Linked DNA regions of Mus musculus: all the other regions are linked to region 3. The links are chromatin contacts, called in public ChIA-PET and HiChIP or PLAC-seq maps. All regions are on one chromosome and are shown on one strand. The core of a region is the stretch at or near the end of the contact, and the rest is flanking DNA. Distances in the headings are between cores, read along the strand shown. Region 1 has its middle 17 kb from the start of Gm46842. Region 2 has its middle 39 kb from the start of Gm46842. Region 3 has its middle 55 kb from the start of Gm50597. Region 4 overlaps Chd7 (chromodomain helicase DNA binding protein 7).

Region 1 (3,547 bases), core at 901-3,400, 140 kb after region 3:
GTATGTATTTTAGCACAATTTAAAAAATAAAATCTCCAAAGAAAAGGATTTGAGATTAATGGTGCTACTCCAAAAGGAGAAAAAAAACCAACCAACCAACCAAACAAACAAACAAAAAAACCCAAAAAACAAAAAACAAAACCATTCCAGATTGTTGATAAGCTAGAAGAGAAATCATGTCTCACGAGTGCAGTGTGTTTTGAAGAAGCCAAGGGAGGCAACAGCAGGTAATGTTGTGTGCTGGGAAATAGGAAGGGAAGGCAAAGTCTTGCGTTCTGCTAGACAATCCTGGGCAGAGACCCAGGGCATCTCAGAGCAGATGGCAAGTTGGATCTTGACAGTAAGGAATGGCCAAGGGAGACGGTGTCATTGAGAAATACACCATCTATCTCAGAACTCTGGGGAATTGCTTTAACACATTCAGTAGCTCTCTCGCCTATCAAACAATACTGCATCCTTCCTTAAGCCTAAATAAACATCTGGCCATCCTCATTTTAATTGCAATAAGGAAACAGTTGACTAATGAAGTCACTAGTTGGCCTTCGGTGACATCGATGCAACTTATGATGTCTGTTCACATCAGACTCTCGAAATTCAGATCGGTGTATGCTGCAAACGCGTGGCGACGGCCAATTCCTGCAGACCGGGCAGCACTTCCCGGGTGAGCTTTGTCAGGAGCTTTCTGGAGCAGCTGGGTGGAGGTGATCCAGTGGCGAGCCAGGAAAAGCCAGCCCACCCACACCTCCTGTTGAAGCCAGCAGCGCTGTAGGGGGCCATTTATGCTATTTTCTATAAAGAAGGGGTTACAGCATATTCGCCAGAATCAGGAAGAATCCCTGAGCCTTCTCTGTTCTTGTTTGCATGAGTGGGTGTTGTGGGTGGAGCTGTGAAGGGAGCCAGTGGGTGGCTGTTGCGGAGGTGGAGTCGGCACTACTGGTTTCAAGATTGATCAGAAAAACAAACAAAGGCAAGTATTCTCTGAGAAAAGTAAAAAAGTCCCAACTCGTGATCAGAGGCCATCTCATTTAATAACTACAGTCTCTTTTCCATATCTGTATAAGTCCAAGAAGCAGGCCAACCCCCAACCCCAAGGGCTTACACCTGCCCAGTAGAGCAAGTAGATTCTGGCTGGGTCTGGGCAGGTCTTGGCAGCTTGCGCCGGCCCCTGCCCTGGATCTGGGCTTCTTACTCCAACATGAGGAGACTATGATGAGTCTATACTAAAAGTAACATCTGTGCCTGTAATTTTTAATGATAAGGGTGATGGAACAACACGCAACAATAAAACTCATGAAACAGAAAGTGTTTTTCCTTTAGTCATTTTATGTCAGGAAATTACTCCACCACTACGTTACACCTTCCATGCCGAGAAACAAATGTAGTTACCTTAACTCCACAGCGCTGCATGCTTTAGTTTTATAGTTGGGTGTTCCTCATCTTGAAGAAGTAATCAGGATGAGACTAATTCTGGAAAGCCATCAAGTGGCCAGGCACATCATACACCTGCCACGTCGTTGATGGATGGTTAAGGCATAAGGGTCTCAAGTCAGAGGTCTGCTGTCCTTCCACATACACATTTCTATGTTAAAGCCCTAACTCCAATTATTCAAAAATGAGGGTGTATATGGAGGCAAGGCCTTTGAAAGAGGTGATGTTAATAGAGTCATTTTGGGTGGGCCATGATCTGCCATCTCTGGCAAGTTTATAAAGGAGCATGGGACAGACACAGAAGGAAAAGTCATGGAAAGACACAAGAAGACAGACATCTGCAACCATGAACACTCTGACCTTGGATTCCCAGCCTTTCAGAACTGTAGGATATAAACTTCAATGTGTCTCTGGCACTTGGTTATGACAACCCTATAAAGCCAGGACAGGGAGATAGGGTGGCTTTATTGGTAAACCTCACTAGACAACCACTGACCATGGAAGTGTAGTGTGTAACTCCACCTCTTGCATCTAGTAATACCCAGAAACACACACACACACACACACACAATGTTCATGATCACCATGTTTTAATGGGCATAAATGTATTAAACTGTAATGTGAATGTGTTTTGCAACCATTTTTTAAAGTCCTTTAACAGAACTAGGGTTTTGAAGAATAACCACATCCTCTCCCTCAGCACTGTCTCCCTTCCGGCCAGCCGGTCGCTTAAGATGTTGTGTGAGCATGCTGGGGACACGTGGCTGAGTGGAACTGCTGCCTCCCACCCACCCCTGGAGATCTTCCTGAAAAGAGAAGACGAGATGACAGCCTCTCCACTCTTCCAAAACGGAGTCAATTCTGCACCCTTCCTCCTCACCACAGCTGCTCCAGGGAAGCTGTAAGAGGAAGCCAGTCCCTGGGGATCAGACCTCTAATGGCCCCTTTCCAGGACAAGTAAGCCACTGTCACCCCTCCCCCCACCCCCATTCACCTGTGCTCCTGGGGAGGCCAGCTGCCCAGTGGCACTAGTGTTTGCTTTGGATTTAGAACAACAGCTTCCCCTGTCAGCCCTGGGGGAAGCGGCAGGTGTTCTTATATGTCAGTGGAGCCAGTCTTAAACAACAACAAAGAGAACGCAGAAAGCCAAGCAGTTGGACATTAGAGGAAAGGCTCACAAGGCCCCTCACCAAGAGATGAGAAAGTTTAAAAAAAAAATCCATTTTTCCTTATTCTCCTCAAAAGGAAGTAGAAACTCAAGGAGCATGGCCACTTGCAGACAAAACTGGGAGAAGGAGTCTCTGCCAACTGCAGCCCAGTACCAAGGACAGCTTGGAGGGCTGGGGAGTAACGATGATCAATCAGTAAGAACAAGGGCAGGCTCCATAGCGCCAACTGCCTGTTGAACGCATGGGATTCTGGCCTACTAAGGAGCATGGCACCTCACATGCTTGCTGTTCATTAAAGTCAGCAACTGTAATGAACACCAGCACTTTTTGCTGTGGTTAAAACCTAGTTTCAGCTTTTGCCTCGGTTTGTCCCCTTTCTCCTGGGGACTCTCATGACCACTGTCACCTCCTTTCATTAGAATTAGCACTTCCTGTGCGTTATTACTGAGATCAGCAGAACCCAGAGCTAGGAACAGTCACCTAGCCCCACCCACCGCGCTTCATCAGGCTTCCCCAGAGAGTAAAAAGCTAAGCTTCCCTCCCGCCTAGCCTCTACACTAGAGCTGAGGAAAGGAAGTGGGTGACTGGAGAACCAAACATCAAAGCCATCTGAGACTAGAGCGGTAGAGTAATTCAGAGATTGTAACAACTGCTGTTTTAGAAGGCAAGCATCTATCTTTGGGTACACCTTTCCATGCAACTTCTCGCCTGGTCCATCAGGTTCTATCACTGATGCCTTCACCCAAAAGATGTTCTCCCTGGCCTCCAGACTTTCCTCAGTGTAACTCCTGTAGTTAAGAAGCCTTTCTTGGTCGCAGAGTCTAAAAATAGCAGCGCAAATTCTGCAGTGCTTTGGTTTTCACTTGGGCACTTTACACTTTACACAGGTCCCTTACTGCCTTGCAAACTAGACTATGTCATCTTCACGGCTACATTTTCTCCATCAGTAT
Region 2 (3,116 bases), core at 189-2,688, 190 kb after region 3:
ACTAGAAAATAATTTAAAGCTGGGCATGGTAGAACACACCTGTGACGCCAGCACTCAGGCAGGTGAACTGAGAGTACATGGTGAGATTGTCTGAGAAAAACAAAACATAGAACACAGAAAGCATAGCAGGATTATACAACGCCAACAGAAGTTATTTTTGCTGTGACTCAGGTTAGGGGTCATGACTGTTGTGCTTTATAAAAAGGAGACAAGGATATGTTTTGTAGAGGTGACGTATGGTGACGGTGACGGGGGAGGGGTGCCTCGGCAGGCCCATACTGAGACATCACTTTCCTCCGAGGCACCAGCCATATGAAGGGGTATAGTGTAGAATAGAGTTTATTTAGGGACATGGGAAGAGGAGTTGAGAAGACAGAGAAAGACAGACAGACAGACAGAGAGAGAGTAAGAGATGGAGAGAGGGAGGGAGAGAAGAAGGGAGGGAGAGAGAGAGATTGAGAGAGAGAGAGGTTGAGAGAGATTGAGAGAGTGGGTGGAGGCTGGCCAGGAACGCATAGAAAGGGGAGAGAGTCAGAGAGAGAAAAGGCAGATAGAGTAAGAGGTTGAGGAGGGGCCCACAGCCCCTTTTATAGCAAGCCAGGCCTACCTGGCTGTTGCCAGGTAACTGCTGGGCGGAGCATAGAAGGAATGCCAACAATGATCTTCAGCAAAGCTTTAAAATACATAATTAAAAATACATTGAATTTCGATAGTATAGGTGTGTATGCTGACATATGCAGAGCTCAGAGGGTAACTTGCAGGAGTTGGTTCTCTCCTGTACCAGCTGTGTCGGGGGCTTGAACTCCAGTTGCCAGGCTTAGTAGCATCTTCACTCACTCAACCATCCCAAGGGCCTTACCAAGATTTTAATAGAAAAACGGACACCTACCCTCCCCTTATAGAAGTGTTTTGATTGGAATGTTTTGGAAGAAAGGCAGTTCTCAGCTTAAATTGTATTCTTCCTCTAGTGGGCACACATTCCTACGTTCTATAGAGTCCTTTACTCAAAGTGGTCTAAGGGCAGGGAGTCCAAGCCAACTGCCTTGTCATTGAGCTGCTATGACAGTGTTCCTCAGTTTGGTGGCTCAGACCACACTGGCTTGACACAGAAAAGGACAGAAACTACCTTTTGATTTTGGAGAGTAAAGGACATAAGACTTTTAAGGATGGTTTTACAGAGTAACCTCTTGGGTTACTCTGAGCTGATACCGCTGCCCCTTGGGAAAGATGAAGGATCAGAAACTGGAAGAAATAAGTCCATGGCAAGAGGCAGGCAATGGCTGCCCTCATTTTCCAGACCTCTCACAGTAAGAGGGAAAACAGCATGGAGTTGCCTCGGAGGTTCCAACCCTAGCAGAGGAAGCGACAGCTGTGCAAACCACAGGGAGACAGAGCTACAACAGCACAGAAAAAGCCGTGTGGGAGACAGGAAGACACACTGTTCTGGTGGGATGACCTCACTTCTCATGCGAAGGCATAGTAGCAACAACATGTGCCTAACTGGCTGGTGTGGTGAGCTCATGACTACATAGTAACAGAGAGAGAGAGAGAGAGAGAGAGAGAGAGAGAGAGAGAGAGAGAGAGAGAGAGAGAGAGAGATACAAAACAGAGCTTACTGCCTCCCAGGGAGGCATGGTGGGACATGTTGAAAGGAACTCATGCCATTGTCAGATGCCACGTGCCTTCCTCCAAACCATTAAATGCACAGCCTGCTTCGTTTTCAGCCACCCAGCCCACACCCAATTGGAAGTTTAGAATGGACACTGACAGAAGGGAGGGCAGTTTTGAGTTGCAAAGCATCACCTGGCTCCCATCAGGCGGTGAGAAGGCTCACGTTTCTTCGGTAATTTTGAAATTAAGCTTTCAGATCAAACTGTGGAGGTGGTGAAAGGGCAGTGGAGGAGGTCCCCTGGATGGAGGCCTTCCTGGTTCTTTGAACAGGCACTTCTGCTGTCCACACTAGAAATCTCACTAAGATGTTGCTTTGCTGCAACTCCAAAGTCACCATGATAGATTGCTCTCTGGGCTGGGAAGGCGGCGGGATAATGACCGACCGCTCACAAGAGACTGAGGCTGCAGAGAGGTTTGGCTACAGGTCAGTGGCGTGCCCAGGAGCAGGCTGACGTGGAACACTGCCTCCTTTGCTCTCGTGATGGGAGCCTCAATCGGCTTAGGAACCAGACAAACCATGCATCACTCTAAACAGAAAGATGTCAGAGAGGAGCATACCTGATGCTATCGCTGCTCCGTTCCATGTTGTTTAAACTACACAGTAAGATGATGAAAGAGGTCAAAGTAAAATTCAGCTAGTTGTAGGCTAGATCTTACGGCAGGTCCTTTAGGAGAGTTGACACTACATTCACACAAAATTCAGAAGTCTGACGACCATCTTCAGCATCACAGAATATTCCCACGTGGTGAATGTGCCATACAGAAGGAGTCTAAGTTAAGATTAAATTCCAGAAGTAGTTTTCAATTTAGTTTACTATGTCTATAGAATTGTAGTAAATCCTGCCTGAGCTAAGAAAACACATAAATCCACTTATTCAAGAGACGCAGCGAATGAACGAGACCTCTCCTAACCCTCACGTGCTGTCAGAAGACACCGGTATCACACTCTGCTTCCCAGTTTAATATCCCTGTGCTCTCAAGGCACTTGTCGCCGATACATCATCCTGCAAAGGCGCACCTTCTCACTTCGATGCCAGGGTGGGTTGGTCCCCTTCTCAGAGGTGAACAGGAGGGAGGGGTGGGGTAGGAGCCATGTGAGGGGAGGACTGGGAGGAGAGGAGGGGCTTCAATCAGATGTAAAGTGAATAAATAAATAATGAACAAAATTAAATTCTAAAGTTAACTCAAAATTAACTTTCATTGTATTGTAAAAAAAAAATTCAACTTCTCTTTTTAAAAACCACTAATTGTGTGGCATTACAGAAAAAAAAATCAGAAAATATTCTTTATCTGTTGGTTTTATCTCTGGTTATACTTCAAGTGGTAATAGTCCTGGAGGGCTAATTGAAATTACGCATTGAGTTTTAACTCTAAAGTCTTTCACTGCTGAAACCTGAGGCTGTGGTCCAACACCTCCTACTCCCTTTTGCAAGCCCTTATTTTTG
Region 3 (3,075 bases), core at 156-2,655:
ATGGACAAAGAACATGACCAGATGCAAGGATATGATAAGTCACTTCTTTAGGTCTGGGGATCAAAATGCCATTAAAATACTATTAGTCTTCCTGAGTTTCAAGGTTTTCTCTTTCTTTCTTTCTTTCTTTCTTTCTTTCTTTCTTTCTTTCTTTCTTTCTTTCTTTCTTTCTTTCTTTCTTTCGTTCAGCTTTCTTTTTTTCTTTCTCTCTTTCTTTCTTCCTTCCTTCCTTCCTTTCTTCCTTTCTTCCTTTCTTTCTTTCTTCTTTCGTGTGTGTGTGTGTGTGTGTGTGTGTGTGTGTGTGTGTGCTATGTGCATGCTGTGACTTTATGCACTGGTGCCTCACTCAGTGGGAAGCTCACTGTTTCTGCTAGACTGGCTCACCACTGAGTACCTGGTACACACATGTCTCCATCATCTTTAATTGAGAGGTTACTAGCATGTTCTAGATTTTCATGGTCAGAGTCCTCCTAGTTGTCATGGAGTGGCATTAAACTGTCTCCACACCTAGCCCCAGGGGAATGCTTGTAACCCAGGTCTCAGTCATCCTCATAAACCATAAAGAACAGAGGCCACAACAGTGAGACTCGGGAACATTCTCTACTACATGATCTAAGAAGAGGCAACTGAGACTAAACATAAGACAATGCCCTGGTTCTCCGGAGGCTCTTTTGGTGCACATAAGATTTCATGCTGAAGTCAACACAATCGAAGGCTTTGACACAACACAAAAATGACCAGGTGGTACTGATATGCAGAGCCTGAATGGTGGTGTGCCAGAGCTAACCTACTCCTCTCAGCTTCTGTGAGTCAATAAATCCTTTTTGTGACTAAGCCAGTTTGGGTTGGGTTTTTTTTTTCCCCCTGTGTTTGCAACTAAATAATCCCAACAGACATCCATCAAAGTACCCTTCCCCAATGGGAGCCTCACACTTTGATTCTGTAAAAAAGATAACTGGTTTCTTTAGCCAGCTCCACTGTGAACGAACCAGGCATGTTAGAGAGTACTGTGTGGGTAAGGGATGCTATCTTTCCTTTGGGGGTGCCTGCGGTTCACATTTCTGAATGGGCCAGAAACGCCTATAAATTTCACCTGTTGACATATTTTCTTTGCAAGCATTTGTACTACTTCAAGGGAAGGAACCGGAAAGAGAGGTGGAGAAGGGAAGGCATGAGACAGAATATTAGTGACTATGCAGGAAGCAATATAGGTGGTGGCCTTTTAGCAAAGGCCTGGCATGTGGGCACATGTGGTGTGACTTCTCAGTAGAGGAACTAATCTGGCAGCGTTATCTGATCTGGAACGGAAAGAAAAAAAAGAAGCCTTCTCTCTTCTGTGCCCTTGTTTGCTGTGACTGAAAGTGTTTTGGTGTGAGGATGGCACTGGAGTGTTCACAATTGAGCCCTGACGACAGGCTGGGCTCAGTGGGAAATTGGAGTGTTTTCCAGTTGCCAACAGTCAGTTCATGAAAGTGGCCTTTTGTTTCGTGAAATCCAGGGCAGGCTTTTGACTGAAAACTCAAGTGAAGCATGCTGAAGCTTCAAGCTGAAGAGGTAGGGAGTTTCTCAAGCCTTTCTGAGCCATAGAGATTCCCTTGCCATCACGTCCAGGCAGAGGAGGCTGTAGAAGCAGACTTGAACAGGGTCTGTGGACCTGAGAGTTTACTAATCAACTGGTTCAAAGATTGCCTCCTGCTATTACCTGGCTTTGAGCCCTTGGATACAAGAGTTGATCTCTTTGAATTCGTGCCCTCATCTGTACATCTGTTCTTGATATTAGTAATTAGTCACATTATACTGACTAGTAGAACCCATGGTACATAACAACAAATCAAATCAGATAGTTCCCTGACACATGATTTACTTCGTACAGCTTTGGTGACCCACAGTCAACAGCAGTCAGGGAAGATTCTATAGAGATTTCAGGAACACACAGCTCCTAAGATGAATGGCACATTGTTCTGAGAAGGAGGGGGTAGCCCACAGTGCCCTGCTCCTTTCTGCTCAAGCCTGAGTCCACCCTCTGTATAGCATGTGTACACTCTATGCTCTCTGAGTCCCTTAGTCTCCCATGAGACATCTCAGCCTTCAGATAGACTACAATGATATTGAAATTCTCAAATTTAAGTAACCTTTATTTTTCTTACAAATGACCCCAATGTAAAAAAGTTCTGATGCTGGCAACTTAAGCATAGCATGCTTTTATCGTTATTCAGCCTTCCTCTGAATTTTGTAGCTAGTCTCCAACTGTGGCTGGTGTAACTTCATCTTACATGCATGCACGTGTGGCACATATATACATGTTTGCATGTGTGTGTATGTGTGTGAGAATGAGTGTGGCTCAATATGATCATCAGACATGCATGGGGTCTTGGGTTGTGTTACACATGGATACACAGACCTGCTGATGCAAATTAACAGTGACAGAATGTCACTCACCTGTGGAGATATATGCCAACCCACTTGGGAGACTAAGGGACTCAGAAGGCATAGAGTGTACACATGCTGTACAGAGAGAGAGTGGACTCATGCCTGAGCAGAAAGGAGCAGTGCACTATGGGCTACCCCCTCCTTCTCAGAACAGTGTGTAATTTCATCTTAGGATCAGTGTGTTCCTAAAATCTCCATAGAATCTTCCCTGACTGCTGTTGACTGTGGGTCACCAAAGCTGTAGGAAGTGAAACGTGTGTCAGGGAACTATCTGATTTGATTTGTTATGGACCATGGAGTCTACTAATATAATTTAACTAATTTACTAATGTCACGAACAGATGTACAGATGAAGACATGAGTTCAAAGAAATCATGGCTACGAGGGTGAAGTATTCCTAAACATGGTAACTTTGTTCTTATTTGGCAGGATCAAAAGACAACATTTTATATTGCTGGGATTTTGTGCATAATATCAAAAAGAAAAAATATCAATTCAGAGTCTAACTTCTGTATTTCATCAAATTTTGTTCTATCCAGTAAAATTCTAAGCTGTTCAACAACCACCTTTTTATCAGACTAGGTGATTGTTAACTAAACCCTAAGACTTTCACTGGACCACCATTTTCTCAAGGAGCTAGTTTAG
Region 4 (3,300 bases), core at 433-2,932, 220 kb after region 3:
CCCTGAAGCACTCGCTCCGGGCATAGCCCTGAGACTTATCCTGGGGGCGCCGTGGCTTTGCACAAGGCTTTTCTTCGGAGTCGCTTTCCAGGTCGGAGAACTCCATCAGTTCGTCTTCCTTCACTGCGCTGTATAGCCGGGTCTGCTTCCTCACTCGAGGAGTGTCAATAACCAGGTTGTTCTAACGAAAGAGCAAGCATGGTGAGCGTCATACCAACCTTCGGGTCAGATTAGGCAGCAGTCTGGATGGGACTTTCTCACTCACCCTCCCGTTTAAGGCATCGATGTCCAATTCAGCCTTCTTAGCCCACTTCTGCCAGAAATTTGGGTCATCCAAAGAAATGTCTGTCCTATTTCCAGACGCAACAAAGCTGGCCTAAAGGTGGAAAACGTGTGCGTTACTCTGAGATGCGGTTCTCAGAGTCAGGACCCCCGGTAGCCTCTGTTTATCTAGTCACAGTATATGCGTGCTCAGCCTCTGCAAGGCAGTATAGTGGATGGGAGACAGATGACAAGTGCCCCATGTACACTTTTCCACACCTGCCACAGGAGTAGAAAAGTACAAGCAATTGAGAAAGGCCTGGAACTTGGTTCCAGCAAAGTCCTGCTAGGAGCAGATCTAAAAAAAAAATTAGTTTTCTCTAGAAGAAAATGCTTGGACCATATTTTAGAAGACTTGTACAAGAAGAGAGGTGGCAGGAATGTTCATGGCAGAGCCCTGCACAAAGGCCCAGGAGAGGAGCAAGGATGAGGGGCTCGAGGTACAGGAGCCATGGCAAGTTGATGAGGGTGGAGGCCGGAGCAGGGGGCGGGCACGTGTGGTTAGCAGTCTGAGCCCTAGCCCAGGGGAAGCAGGAGCTATTAGAAAATAGGGATAAGTTTAATATGGACATGGCTGTGCCTCGAGTTGCATGGGGGAGAAGTTATAGCGACAGCCACCAGTGAGGTTAGAGCACACTGCTCCAGCAGTTTACACCAGAAATAATGACCAAATATGAAGAAGACTTCCTAAAAAGACCTTCTTCAAAAGGTGAAATTAATAGAGGTAGACATCAGCAGACATGAACAACAAGAGTGAAGAAGGCAGGGAGAACTACCACATCCAACTCTGGCATCTGCATGTTACTCAGAAGGAGAACGTGCGTGCATGCGTGCGTGAAACACGTACGTGTGTCTTACACATGTGTCTTACACATGCTGAGACTGCATGTGAGGACTGAGGAAAGACTGCAAGAGACTGTAACGACATGAGCGTGCAGAGGCCAGAGAAGAACCTCTACAAGCTGGGGCCACGGGGGAGCTCAACTCCTTCCTCACACCACAGACAGCTCAGCTTGAAACAGATCACAAACTAGTTAACATGGTACCTGTGAGGACGAGGGAAAAGCCACCTGAACACACAGGTATGGGAAAGCAACAGGAAGTGATCCATCCAGAAAGAAAACAGGTTCAACAGTTTTAGCCACCGGGGAAACAGAAATTGGAAGAAAACAAACAAACAAGGAATGCTGTCCAGGATGGAGTGAAAAAGGAATTCGTATTCATTGCCAATAGGGACGAAAATTCACAGAGCCACTATGAACGTCAGTGTGGAGCGCCTCAAACCACTAAAAATAGCACTACCATGTCACCCAGCCACGCCACCAGATTGTGTTCTTGAAGGCTGGTCTCTGAGTCAACACACCACAGAGACACTTGCACACCCAAGTTTCACAATAGGCAGGAAATGGAACCAGCCTAGATGTCCAACAACAGAGGAACTGATAAAAGAAGATGTTCTAGCTATACACAGTGGACTTTTATTTAGTTGTAAAGAAAAACAAAATCATGGCACTTGCGAGGAAGTGGATGGAGCCAGAAACCACGGTGTGGAGCAATCTAAGGCAGGCTCAGAGATATAAACACATTTGTTTCACATGTGAACCTGGATGCTATATGTGTGTGTGTAGGCTCCGTCATGAAACGACAGGAAGAGATTTTTAAGCAAAAGGGGAGAAGGAATAATAGGTCTTATGTGATGTGAAGGCAGATGAAGGGGCTTCTGCAGAGTGGAGGGGCCACTGAAGGCAGTAGTTTTTTTTTAGATAAGGGATGCTGTATACAATGACCAGTGGAAGAAGATGGGGGGGGGGGGTTGGAGCCCAGAACTTTCCCCAATTTGTTTAAAAGAGAAACAGAAACAAAGAAACCCAGCCTGTTAGTTCCTTAAATGATAAGCATGCACAGACCTCACTGGGGAGCCAAGAAAGCTAACATCACCTAGAGTTCTGCTTCTGTCGAATGTGCAAGAGAAACGAAAAGACATGTCCAAAAAAAAAAAAAAAAAAAAAAACCCTACTACACTGAAAATCCCAAAGTAAAAATAACCCAAATTTCATCAATTAGCAATTAATAAATGACTGGAGCATTTATCATCACCTGGTCACTGTGTGATACCCGCACAGTAGAACATTGCAAACCATAAAGGAATAAATTATTTGAGGCCAGCCTGGTCTACAGAGTGAGTTCCAGGACAGCCAGGGTTACACAGAGAAACCCTGTCTGGAAAAACCAAACCAAACCAAAACAAAACAAATTATCCATGTATAGTATAAGGGCAAACATGAAAAACATTAATTTTATGAAAGCACTCAAAAGACCACACGTGATATAACTTCACACCGAGTGGTGTTTCCAGGGTGGACAAAGCTATTTAAAAAAAAAGAGCATGCGGTTTGCAGAACTGGGTGAAGCGGGAAGGGTAGGGACTGCCTGCTAATGGGCACAGGGAGCTCTCTGAGGTAGTAGGAACATTCAAAACCTAGCGTTGTGCTAACGGTCACCCCAGCCTATAATATGTCAAAGTGTTGAATTTCATGCTTTACGGCAAGTAAACCAGTTTAGCAAAACTACAAAGTAGAGTGAGCCTTGGTGTGGACAACCCGAATACTAGCAAGTGGGTTTGAGGCGACAGTCAGGGCTCAGAGCAGCTTGGCCTTAGCGGGCTGGCTTGGTGGAAGAGCACACGGTGCCAGCTGTGAGGCAGGCAGTGGCAGGAGCTGGGGTAGAATGCCATGGGCTCATTTTAGCTGTGAGCAGAGCTGTGGAGCCCTAACGAAAGGGGAAAACAAGACAGACTTAAACATGGAGCGACCTGATCATCTTTTCGGGTCGTTTTGGGCACTGGGGTCTGGGAGATTATGAAGAACAAAATTCACACGAGGACTTCATAGCGGGAGCATCGGGAAGAACACAGGAGGACAGGACCATGAGGGACCGCACAGGAGAGAACCCAGCGCACAGAGAACGCTGTGTGTGTTG

What was found. HiChIP or PLAC-seq counts read pairs in DNA pulled down with a chosen protein or histone mark. ChIA-PET counts read pairs in DNA pulled down with a chosen protein or histone mark.
Region 1: a BATF HiChIP or PLAC-seq map of CD8 T cells shows a contact between it and region 3, with 22 read pairs. The contact joins two enhancer-like sites. A contact is called at or near these places in 1 of 15 datasets of contacts at CTCF or cohesin (CD8 T cells), 2 of 484 Hi-C or Micro-C datasets (both in muscle stem cells) and 6 of 115 datasets of contacts at active chromatin or transcription factors (CD8 T cells, bone marrow-derived macrophages, effector CD8 T cells and 3 more).
Region 2: a CTCF HiChIP or PLAC-seq map of CD8 T cells shows a contact between it and region 3, with 6 read pairs. The contact joins two enhancer-like sites. A contact is called at or near these places in 1 of 15 datasets of contacts at CTCF or cohesin (CD8 T cells) and 1 of 9 other capture datasets (embryonic tail).
Region 4: an RNA polymerase II ChIA-PET map of effector CD8 T cells shows a contact between it and region 3, with 37 read pairs. The contact joins two enhancer-like sites. A contact is called at or near these places in 1 of 484 Hi-C or Micro-C datasets (bone marrow-derived macrophages), 6 of 115 datasets of contacts at active chromatin or transcription factors (CD8 T cells, acute myeloid leukemia, bone marrow-derived macrophages and 3 more) and 2 of 9 other capture datasets (adipose tissue and liver).

The regions. Positions count from the first base shown.
Region 1 is chr4:8,926,339-8,929,885 of GRCm38.p6, reverse strand. No RefSeq gene overlaps it. Among named protein-coding and RNA genes, the nearest start is that of Gm46842, 17 kb to the right of the region's middle. Within about 2 kb of position 2,150, at least 119 of the 459 cell types and tissues checked have an H3K27ac peak or open chromatin away from gene starts, as enhancers often do. A contact at or near this core is called in CD8 T cells and effector CD8 T cells, where this site is marked.
Region 2 is chr4:8,870,538-8,873,653 of GRCm38.p6, reverse strand. No RefSeq gene overlaps it. Among named protein-coding and RNA genes, the nearest start is that of Gm46842, 39 kb to the left of the region's middle. Within about 2 kb of position 1,438, at least 59 of the 459 cell types and tissues checked have an H3K27ac peak or open chromatin away from gene starts, as enhancers often do. A contact at or near this core is called in CD8 T cells, where this site is marked.
Region 3 is chr4:9,064,776-9,067,850 of GRCm38.p6, reverse strand. No RefSeq gene overlaps it. Among named protein-coding and RNA genes, the nearest start is that of Gm50597, 55 kb to the left of the region's middle. Within about 2 kb of position 1,405, at least 56 of the 459 cell types and tissues checked have an H3K27ac peak or open chromatin away from gene starts, as enhancers often do. A contact at or near this core is called in CD8 T cells and effector CD8 T cells, where this site is marked.
Region 4 is chr4:8,841,388-8,844,687 of GRCm38.p6, reverse strand. Chd7 (chromodomain helicase DNA binding protein 7) reads right to left here. Exons shown (of 38, transcript NM_001277149.1): 20 at 266-376; 21 at 1-181. Among named protein-coding and RNA genes, the nearest start is that of Gm46842, 68 kb to the left of the region's middle. Within about 2 kb of position 1,682, at least 125 of the 459 cell types and tissues checked have an H3K27ac peak or open chromatin away from gene starts, as enhancers often do. A contact at or near this core is called in CD8 T cells and effector CD8 T cells, where this site is marked.